Regions from separate parts of the Mus musculus genome. Here region 2 is linked to region 1. A link is a contact called in public promoter capture Hi-C data. All regions are on one chromosome and are shown on one strand. The core of a region is the stretch at or near the end of the contact, and the rest is flanking DNA. Distances in the headings are between cores, read along the strand shown.

Evidence for each region. Promoter capture Hi-C pulls out the DNA fragments that hold promoters and counts their contacts.
Region 2: a promoter capture Hi-C map of hippocampal neurons shows a contact between it and region 1, with 2.8 times the contacts expected there. The contact joins the promoter of Fbll1 here to the enhancer-like site in region 1. A contact is called at or near these places in 4 of 39 promoter capture datasets (the 3T3-L1 cell line, hippocampal neurons and liver), 11 of 484 Hi-C or Micro-C datasets (the 3T3-L1 cell line, brown adipocytes, embryonic stem cells and 1 more), 1 of 115 datasets of contacts at active chromatin or transcription factors (embryonic stem cells) and 1 of 9 other capture datasets (adipose tissue).

What each region holds. Positions count from the first base shown.
Region 1 is chr11:35,693,529-35,698,279 of GRCm38.p6, reverse strand. The region is part of intron 32 of Slit3 (slit guidance ligand 3); the gene reads right to left. Among named protein-coding and RNA genes, the nearest start is that of Gm46278, 19 kb to the right of the region's middle. Within about 2 kb of position 3,034, at least 11 of the 459 cell types and tissues checked have an H3K27ac peak or open chromatin away from gene starts, as enhancers often do. A contact at or near this core is called in adipose tissue, where this site is marked.
Region 2 is chr11:35,796,172-35,801,092 of GRCm38.p6, reverse strand. Fbll1 (fibrillarin-like 1) reads left to right here and starts at 2,209. Exons shown (of 1, transcript NM_001004147.3): 1 at 2,209-3,713. The coding sequence starts at 2,659. The coding sequence ends at 3,603.

The sequences.
Region 1 (4,751 bases), core at 1,785-4,284:
CAGAGGTCAAGAGCGCTCCGTGGCCAGGCACCGGGTTGAAGTTGGATTTACACGGCTTGCGTCCTGCTTTACGTTCATTTGGAAACCACTGTGAGTTACAGAAGTTGCAAAAATAAAAACAGAAAATATGCCGAATTACCCATGCTCCTCTTCAATTACTTCTATTTGTCTTTCAGCTCCAGTTTTTATGAGTGATGTAAGGAAAGGTATGCATGTCATGACCCTTGACCTCCGCAAGGATAAGGTATGCATGTCATGACCCTTGACCTCCGCAAGGATAAGGTATGCATGTCATGACCCTTGACCTCCGCAAGGATAAGGTATTCATGTCATGACCCTTGACCTCCGCAAGGATAAGGTATTCATGTCATGACCCTTGACCTCTGCAAGGATAAGGTATTCATGTCATGACCCTTGACCTCTGCAAGGGTAAGGTATTCATGTCATGACCCTTGACCTCTGCAAGGATAAGGTATTCATGTCATGACCCTTGACCTCCGCAAGGATAAGGTATGCATGTTAGCAGCGGCTGCTCAGTTCTTGCCCCGGATTTTCAGAGTAGGCAAGCTATCCTTAGCTCATCATCTCAGGCTGACTCCGCCCACACACCACCTGGACACCTGCTCTCAGAAGATGCTGCCCCTTCAAATACCCCATTTCCTCCGTCAATCTCGCTGAAGTAACTCTTCAGCCTTGCCCAAAGAAACATCTGGGAGAAAACGTTCCAGTATGATGGGATTTTTTCCCCCTCAGCATGTATGAAATGCACATACTCTCTGTTAAGATTTCAGCAATCTAGGAGTTACAGAGACAAAGTTTGGAGCTGAGACAAAAGGATGGACCATCTAGAGACTGCCATATCCAGGGATCCATCCCATAATCAGCCTCCAAACGCTGACACCATTGCATACACTAGCAAGATTGTGCTGATAGGACCCTGATATAGCTGTCTCTAGTGAGACTACGCCGGGGCCTAGCAAACACATAAGTGTATGCTCACAGTCAGCTATTGGGTGGATCACAGGGCCCCCAATGGAGGAGCTAGAGAAAGTACCCAAGGATCTAAAGAGATCTGCAACCCTATAGGTGGAACAACATTATGAACTAACCAGTACCCCGGAGCTCTTGACTCTAGCTGCATATGTATCAAAAGATGGCCTAGTCGGCCATCACTGCAAAGAGAGGCCCATTGGACTTGCAAACTTTATATGCCCCAGTACAGGGGAATGCCAGGGCCAAAAAGTGGGAGTGGGTGGGTAGGGAGGTGGGGGGGGAGGGTAGGGGGGAACTTTTGGGATAGCATTGGAAATGTAAATGAGGAAAATACCTAAAAAAAAAGATTTCAGCAATTTGTCCTTGTTCCTGAATCCGTTATATTACCACCACTTCTGAGCAGGCCGCATCTAAAGAAAGAGGGTCTTGTGTGCCAAGCGAGTTTTATCCCTATTCCTGAACTCCAGAGTTGGCAGCTTAGGGAGACAGGGCTGTTTACTCTCCTTCCCCAGCTCATCTGTGACAGAGCAGGACTTACCTGGGCTGTGTACAGTGCCAACACACTCACTTCTATTATTTGATAATTCTACAATTAGGTACCAGATAACCACTTTACAGATAAAAACACTGAGGCCCAGAGAGATGATGTGATTTGTCTGAGGTCATCCAGCTTATACATGTTAGAGATAGGATTTACAGGCAAGACTTTTGGTTCCAAAGTTCTGTTTCTCCCGGAACACTTTCAGTGGCAGGGCCTGGGAGGGAACTGTGGTGGGTTACAGGATTTTGGGGACACGAAGAAAGGGGCTCCCTGGGGAGTCTGTAGATCTGTCTCATTGGTGGACAGGAGAGCCTCTCTCATCTTGAAGTCTCCTTGGGATTCTCACTGATTTACAGGCAGCAGGGGGAGTTTCCATGGCTGTGGCACTTCAGAAGAGCCGAGGGAAATGGCAGGTACTATACAGGTTGGCAGGTGGGACAGAGATGGAGGCCGCTCCCCATCCTCTCACTGTTGGGCAGAACAATAGCCAATCACAGAAGTCCCCTATCTCAGTGTCCTCCCCCACATGGGGGAGAGTAACGTGCCAGAATTATTGGGTGATCAAATTATTGGGGGAGTGTGATATTGGTGATATTGGTGCTATTTACGAGGGGCTAAGTGCTAGTTTTGAAAGCACCAAGTTAGATCCCTAGAGCCCCCAGAAAAAGCCAGGGGCAGCACTATCCATCAGCAATCCTAGCCTGGCAGTCAGTTTCAAGTTAGTGAGAGATGGTGCCTCCAAAGATGGACGGCCCCAGAGGAACCATACCTGAGGTTCTCCTCTGGCCTCCACGTGCACGTGCACGCACACAGAGAACATTGACAATAAGAACCCGCCACAGCCCGCACCCTGGTGATCTTCACTGTAGCTCTGATCCTGGGATCCACACAAGTCCTCCAAAAAACCCGTAGCCATTTGTCACTCTTTCATCCATCCCCCCCAAACTCCCTTCTTCTTTTCCCCTTTCCTCCTCATGGACCTGTCCACTCTTGCTCCTTCCTCTCCACCCGCTTGTCTATTATCCATCTACCCATGCTTCTGCTGAGGGCTGAGTTCTATGGTCTTAGGTGCTGGGGACTAGAAACAAATCACGAAGCCCACACATCTCCTCTAAATCAAACGACCAACTTTTGAGCATAGTCTAGCCAAGCAGCAGGAAAATGAGGGCGAGGCAGGAGCTGAGAGACACCGGGGTGTCTGGTTCAGGGATGGAGGCAGGAGCTGAGAGACACCAGGGTGTCTGGCTCAGGGATGGAGGCAGGAGCTGAGAGACACCGGGGTATCTGGTTCAGGGATGGAGGCAGGAGCTGAGAGACACCGGGGTATCTGGTTCAGGGATGGAGGCAGGAGCTGAGAGACACCGGGGTATCTGGTTCAGGGATGGAGGCAGGAGCTGAGAGACACTGGGGTGTCTGGTTCAGTGATGGGGAGCTGAGCAGCCATCAAGCTGCGTGGATGGGTCAGAAGCATCTCTACTGCACCGAGTGAGTCATGAATGAGGGCAGATGCTGCCCTCTTGCAGGCAAGTTGATTAGTATCAAGGTTAGAGAAAGAGGGCCAAGCCCTCCCTTCGTGCATGTGCAAAACTATGTAGCTGTGTCCCTGACCACCCCAGAGCTGCTGCTATCCTGGTAATTGAGCTCCTGGGACCTATAACTGAAAGGCGGGATGGGCTATTTGGGAACTCAGTTCCAAAGGTTGCATTCCAGAGCTGTTTTAGGCCAGTCTTTGAAAGAGTCCTGTTTACTTCTTGGTGACCAGGAAGCAAGAAAGAAGTGGCTGGATCCCAAGGTGCCAATGTTCCCTGTAAGTCCCCCCACCCCCCACCCCCCAGTGACCTCACTTCCTCTTCCAATGGGCCACTTCCTAATAGCACCACAGACTGGAGGCCAGGCCTCATGCTTGGGTGAGCATTAGGCAGTCTCTCTATCAGAAGCAGCTATGAAGCCAGAGTTCCGCTGTGTGGTCTTCTCTTTCTTTCCTTCCAGAACCAAGCAAGGGTCAAGGTAGTCAGGGTAGCTATTTTCCTGTTTTGGATATACTCTGGCACAGCAAGCAGCACTGTTAGCTCCTTCCTGGCTGTTAAAGCCATTCCCTTGTTCCTTCCTGAGCTCTGTAGGGCCATCTGAGGCGTCGGCATATGGTTGAGGACTACCAGGCTGGAGACAGTGCTTACAGCAGCTATCAAGGTAACAAGGGCTGCAGTTACAATTCTCTGCCCCAGGAGTGTTGGGCTCCTCTGGCTCCAAGGACAGCTTTGTCTGCCTGTCCTACCTGCCCTTAAAAAAGGTGTAAGGGCCAGAGAGATGGCTTGGAGGGCAAAGAGATGTGTTACATTCAATACCTGAGGTTGACCCTAGAATCCTCGTAAAGCCAGACACAGTAGTGTGTATCTACAGTCTCAAAGTTTCAGAGAGATGGAGGGTGGAGACAGGAGAGCCCTCAGAATGTCACAGGTCAGCCAGCCTGGCATATACAGGAATAAACAAGACAGCCAGTATCAAAGTGGCAGGGGAAGACTGAAACACGGCGTCGTTCCCTGGCCTCCACAAGCATGCCCTGGAGTGCACATGCCTGCCCTCACAATCGCAGACACCAAACAGAGATTTCTGTCAAAGTTGTAAACAAAGATCTTCCAAATCAAAATATCAGTGGGAAAAAGGCTATACTGCTAACAACAACAACAACAACAACAACAACAACAACAACAACAACAAGAAGGATGGTAAGAACAAAAGCCAAGCCCAACCCTTCTGTTTGCTCTAAGAGAAATGCCCATGCTGCATTGCCAAGCTCAGGTGATCAGTGATTGGCTCCTAGAGAGATCGTTGGGGATGTCAGGGGAGACGAGGGCCTGAGAGTCTTTGACTGTCCACTGGGCCCAGACAGTAGCCGTGGCCGCAGTGCTGTAGCTGAGGCTGGAGGGCTCCTGCATAGGGCTGCCCTGGCCACAGGCATTGCCAGAGGGGCCCACGGTTCTCTCCAGTGTTTGCGTGCACGTGAGCCCCTGCACATGGACCTGTGCACCAGTTGCATGCCTGGTGCTTCCTGGAGCCAGAAGAGGATGTTGGGTCCTAGAACTACAGTTACAGTGAGCTGGATGCTATGGCTTCTGGGAACCGAGAGCGTCTTCTATGAGAGCAGTGGCAGTGGGTGGGCCATGCAGTAAGGGCGGGAGCTGAAGACCTTCATTTAACCCTAACAAGCCCACAGGCA
Region 2 (4,921 bases), core at 960-3,459, 100 kb before region 1:
AGCCATACCAGAAGAGGGCATCTGATGCTCATTACAGATGGTTGTGAATCACCATGTGGTTGCTGAGAATTGAACTCAGGACCTCTGGAAGAGCAGTCAGTTCTCTTAACCACTGAGCCATTTCGCCAGCCTGTTTCTCTGCTTCTTAATGTCCTCTCTAGCTGCCCTGTCCTCATTCTCCTAGCTCTATCTGTGATCTTGACATCACCTCTGTACTGGCTAGTTTTGTGTCAACTTGACACAGCTGGAGTTACCACAGAGAAAGGAGCTTCAGTTGAGGAAATGCCTCCATGAGATCCAACTGTAAGGCATTTTCTCAATTAGTGATCAAGGGGAAAGGTCCCTTGTGGGTGGGACCATCTCTGGGCTGGTAGTCTTGGGTTCTATAAGAGAGCAGGCTGAGCAAGCCAGGGGAGGCAAGCCAGTAAACAACATCCCTCCATGGCCTCTGCATCAGCTCCTGCTTCCTGACCTGCTTGAGTTCCAGTCCTGACTTCCTTGGTGATAAACAGCAGTATGGAATTGTAAACTGAATAAACCCTTTCCTCCCCAACTTGTTTCTTGGTCATAATGTTTGTGCAGGAATAGAAACCTTGACTAAGACAACCTCCATCAGGACGCATATGAAACACACACACACAAATAAATAGTTTTTCATGCAAAATGGATGCTGGCAAATCTGAAATCATCAAAACCAACACCCTTCTTCAAAAGTTGTTGGATAAGAAGCACTAATGTTCCGGGTTAAATGCTATTAGGTAGCATAATTCTCTCTTCCTTGGAGAAGAGCAGCCTTTTAATTTATACAGGGCTTCAACTGATCAAATGAAACTTACCCACACAATGCAGGACAATCTGTTTTACTTGACAAATGTAAATGATAACCTCATCCAATCACTGCCCAGAAACAACCAGAATAATATTTGATTAAGTATCTGAGCATCCCATGGCCAATTCAAATATATGCAAAAACTAGTCATTACAAGGTCTGATTGGTGGAAACACAACCAAGACAGCAAATGTAACTCATTTTAGAGAATACTCTTCAAATTGTAATTAGAGTGTTTCCCACGAACAAGCTATCACAGGAATCCTGCATTTCTTCCTCTGCCACCTTCTCTATATCCTCATGCAGACTTGTGGCCCTCATCAAGAAAGTCTTATAATACTCAGGGGTGAACAGCCCTGCCATTGCTGTCTGTGGATGTGAGACAGGAGAGGAGATTAATGTGTGCACATATGGGGAGTTAATATCCTCTCCCTGTGTCATGTTCTAGTTCTTAGGTGCATTCCACTGAAGAAATATAGTTTTTAGCTTGGCTAATGTGCACCAAAGCTATTTGCAAAAGCTTTTCCCTTCCCCCTGCTGCTTGAGGAATTTTCCCTTTCCCTGCCAATATAAGCAAGTTCAATAGTTCAATACCACCCGGGCCCTTCCCCATCTGAGAGGACTGACTAAGAGGTCATGATGACCACAGTTGACCAGAGCAAGATTAGCAGTTCTCAAAAATTAGCTATAACACAGATAACAGTCCTTGGAAATCCTGCCTCAGTTTGAATTCCACAATAAACCACATACTGTCCTAACCTTGCTGACGAAGTTTTCTGGCACATCAACAGCTGATCACTAAAATTAAAAATACACTATTGCTTTGCTAGCCAATAATGATATCACTGTGAGGTGCCCCCCTTTCAAAGATTATAAAAAAGATGTACTTTTGACAATCGGGGTTTACTCTCCCTGCGAGGCTGAGCAACGCCCCCCCCCCCCATGGTTTTATTCCACGCACGTTAGAATAAAAACCTCTTGTCATTGTTGCAGCGTTCTGCCGTCAAGCTGTGTGTTTCTGGGGGTCGCGTTCTCAACACTTGGGCCCTTGGGGGCCCAACACCATCTCCCTGGACTTGGCACTTAATTCCACTAACAGGGAGGTCAGACATGTGCTTAGATCAGCTACACAGAAGTCCAGCTTGGCCCCAAAGCCACCAATAGTGGTCAGAAGAGACGTGTTTGAGGTAGCTGTCCCTGGTGCTGACTGGACGCTAAAGCCTATGTAGGGACGTCTGGGTTTCTATCCGCGGTGCTGCCCATTTCTTCCTCCAGTTCCTCAAGGTTTGGATGAAAGAATGGTTTTTAAAGCACAGACGAAACATCGAAGTAATTTCCTTTTTTTTTTTTTTTCTGAAGTAAGTGCCATATGATTTAGGTTACACATAGGTTTCCTGCTGACACACGGGAGAGCAAGAAACTAAGAAACTCAAGGACTAGTGGATGCGCGCTTCCCATCTCTCTGCCACAGAGACGCTTGGCCACTGCGAGATCCAGGGAAAGAAGCTGGAGTCCCTGGGAAAGCAGAGAATAAATACCAGCAGACTCGAGAGAAGGCAAAGGGTTACAAGTGAGCAGGCTGTGTCTGCGCGCAGCTGGTGCAGGGGGGCTTCCGGGGCTACAGGGGCTACAAAACGGCTGTGATGCAATCACGCAAGTCACCGCGTCAAAGCGTGGATCCGGGGATGTGCGCACCGCGGCCCCCTGCATCCCGCTGCGGCTAATCCTGCGGGCAGCCGCCGCCAACAATTTGTCCCCATTCCGCAGCAACCGCCCGGGTCCCTCGCGATCCCCGACCACCGCGGCAGTTCCTGAGAGCTGCGGGGGCCATGAAACCCGCGGGCGGCCGCGGCGGCTGGGGCTGGGGTGGCGGCAAGGGAGGCAGCAAGGGAGGTGACACGGGCTCAGGGACCAAAGGCGGCTTCGGGGCACGCACACGCGGCTCCAGCGGCGGCGGCCGGGGCCGGGGACGAGGCGGCGGCGGGGGCGGCGGGGGCGGCGGCGGCGACAGGCAGCGACGCGGCGGTCCAGGCAAGAACAAGAACCGCCGCAAGAAGGGCATCACGGTGTCGGTGGAGCCGCATCGGCACGAGGGCGTGTTCATCTACCGCGGCGCGGAGGATGCTCTGGTCACACTGAACATGGTGCCTGGAGTCTCGGTGTACGGCGAGAAGCGCGTCACCGTGATGGAGAACGGGGAGAAACAGGAGTACCGCACGTGGAATCCCTTCCGCTCCAAATTGGCAGCGGCCATCCTGGGCGGCGTGGACCAGATCCACATCAAGCCCAAGTCCAAAGTGTTGTACCTGGGCGCCGCCTCCGGAACCACTGTCTCACACGTCTCCGACATCATCGGCCCCGACGGCCTGGTCTATGCGGTTGAATTCTCCCATCGCGCCGGCCGCGATCTGGTCAACGTGGCCAAGAAGCGCACCAACATCATCCCGGTGCTGGAAGATGCCCGGCACCCGCTCAAGTATCGCATGCTCATTGGCATGGTGGACGTGATCTTCGCCGATGTGGCCCAGCCAGATCAGTCGCGCATCGTGGCGCTTAACGCCCACACCTTTCTGCGCAACGGAGGCCACTTTCTCATTTCCATCAAGGCCAACTGCATCGACTCCACAGCGTCTGCCGAGGCCGTGTTTGCTTCTGAGGTGAGGAAGCTGCAACAGGAGAACTTGAAGCCACAGGAGCAGCTGACTCTGGAGCCCTACGAAAGGGACCACGCCGTCGTCGTCGGGGTCTATCGGCCCCCACCCAAGAGCAAGTAGCAGCAGCAGAAACCAGGGAAGGTGCCCCCGCGCTGCCACAAGACTGTGTCTTTGTGCCTGTCCTAGTGCGTTGTTTTTCTATTTAATAAAATAAACAATTCCCAAGTGTACAGTTGAGGCCAGAGTGGGTTTTGCAGCTGCACCAGTCGCTCTCCAGCCTTGGTGGCCTAATACAGAGGTATAGGGCCCCTTCAAGGAACAACATGGGAGTGGTGTCTATTCCAGTCACCCCAGGCCTGGTCTCCACAGGGTCCCATTTTTACACGTGTCTTTTAATCACAGGAACAAGGATAGGAGAGCCCGCTAGTGATCTTTAAAGTATTTCTTGGGGGAAATACGAAGGCACTGGGGTTTTTTTGTTTTGTTTTGTTTTGGGGGCGGGGGTGGGGGTGGTCAAGGCTGAGTCCAGGGAAGACTATTGGATGCTGACCTATTCAACCTGACTCAAAGCTAGGCTCTTCCCTGTGTGTCTGTTTTCTGAAATGCCATCTTCTTTTGTAGCCCTGGCCGAGCTTAATCCTCCTGCCTCTACTTCCGGAGTATGCAAGAAGTAGATGTAAACCAACTCAAACCCAGATTATCAGCCACAATGGTTTGTTTTGTTTTCTTCATTTTTCTGCAGTCCTTGTGACATTTAATCATCTCTCCAGCTCTACGGTGGCTTTGTTACAATTTCCATGTTCTTTGTGAAGCAGTGGGCTTCCCGAGGTGAATACCAGTTGCCCAGACTTACAGAGGAGGGAGAATCTTGTTGCCACCTTTTGGTATCCCTCGTGCTGTCTTGGCTCTGCCCTTTCCCACCTGACACGCACACAGAAGTAGGAATCTGAGGCCTCCTGTTCTCTCTCCTCCTCTCCTTGGGATCTTTCTAGGTTTCCATAACAGCAGCAGAAGGCAGGGAGACAGATGGGGTGCTGGGTCTGACATACCCAAGAGGGTATCACTAATGGTCTCCAGAACAACCAATAAAGAGACTTCCCTCTTGGAAGGGGATTCTGGACTCAGTAACATTGGATGCTGGCTCTCAGAACTAACCCATCCTAACCCTGGAAGGCCAAAGCAGAAAGTTTGAATTTTAGGTTAATCTGGACTGCATAATAAAATACGTCATAAGTAAAATTACAAATGAGTAGGAGAGCAAGCAATGGCCACAAAACTTTAGTACCCCCGCCTCAAAGCTCCAAGTGAATCTTAAACGCGCTCATTCACTCCCCCAAGCCCCAATGCCAAGGTCATCCACAAGTAATCTAGCAATGCAGCGTTTGGAGAGGGGTTTGACTTCTTCATGGTGAACTCAGGGTGGGGCTGGCAAGATGGC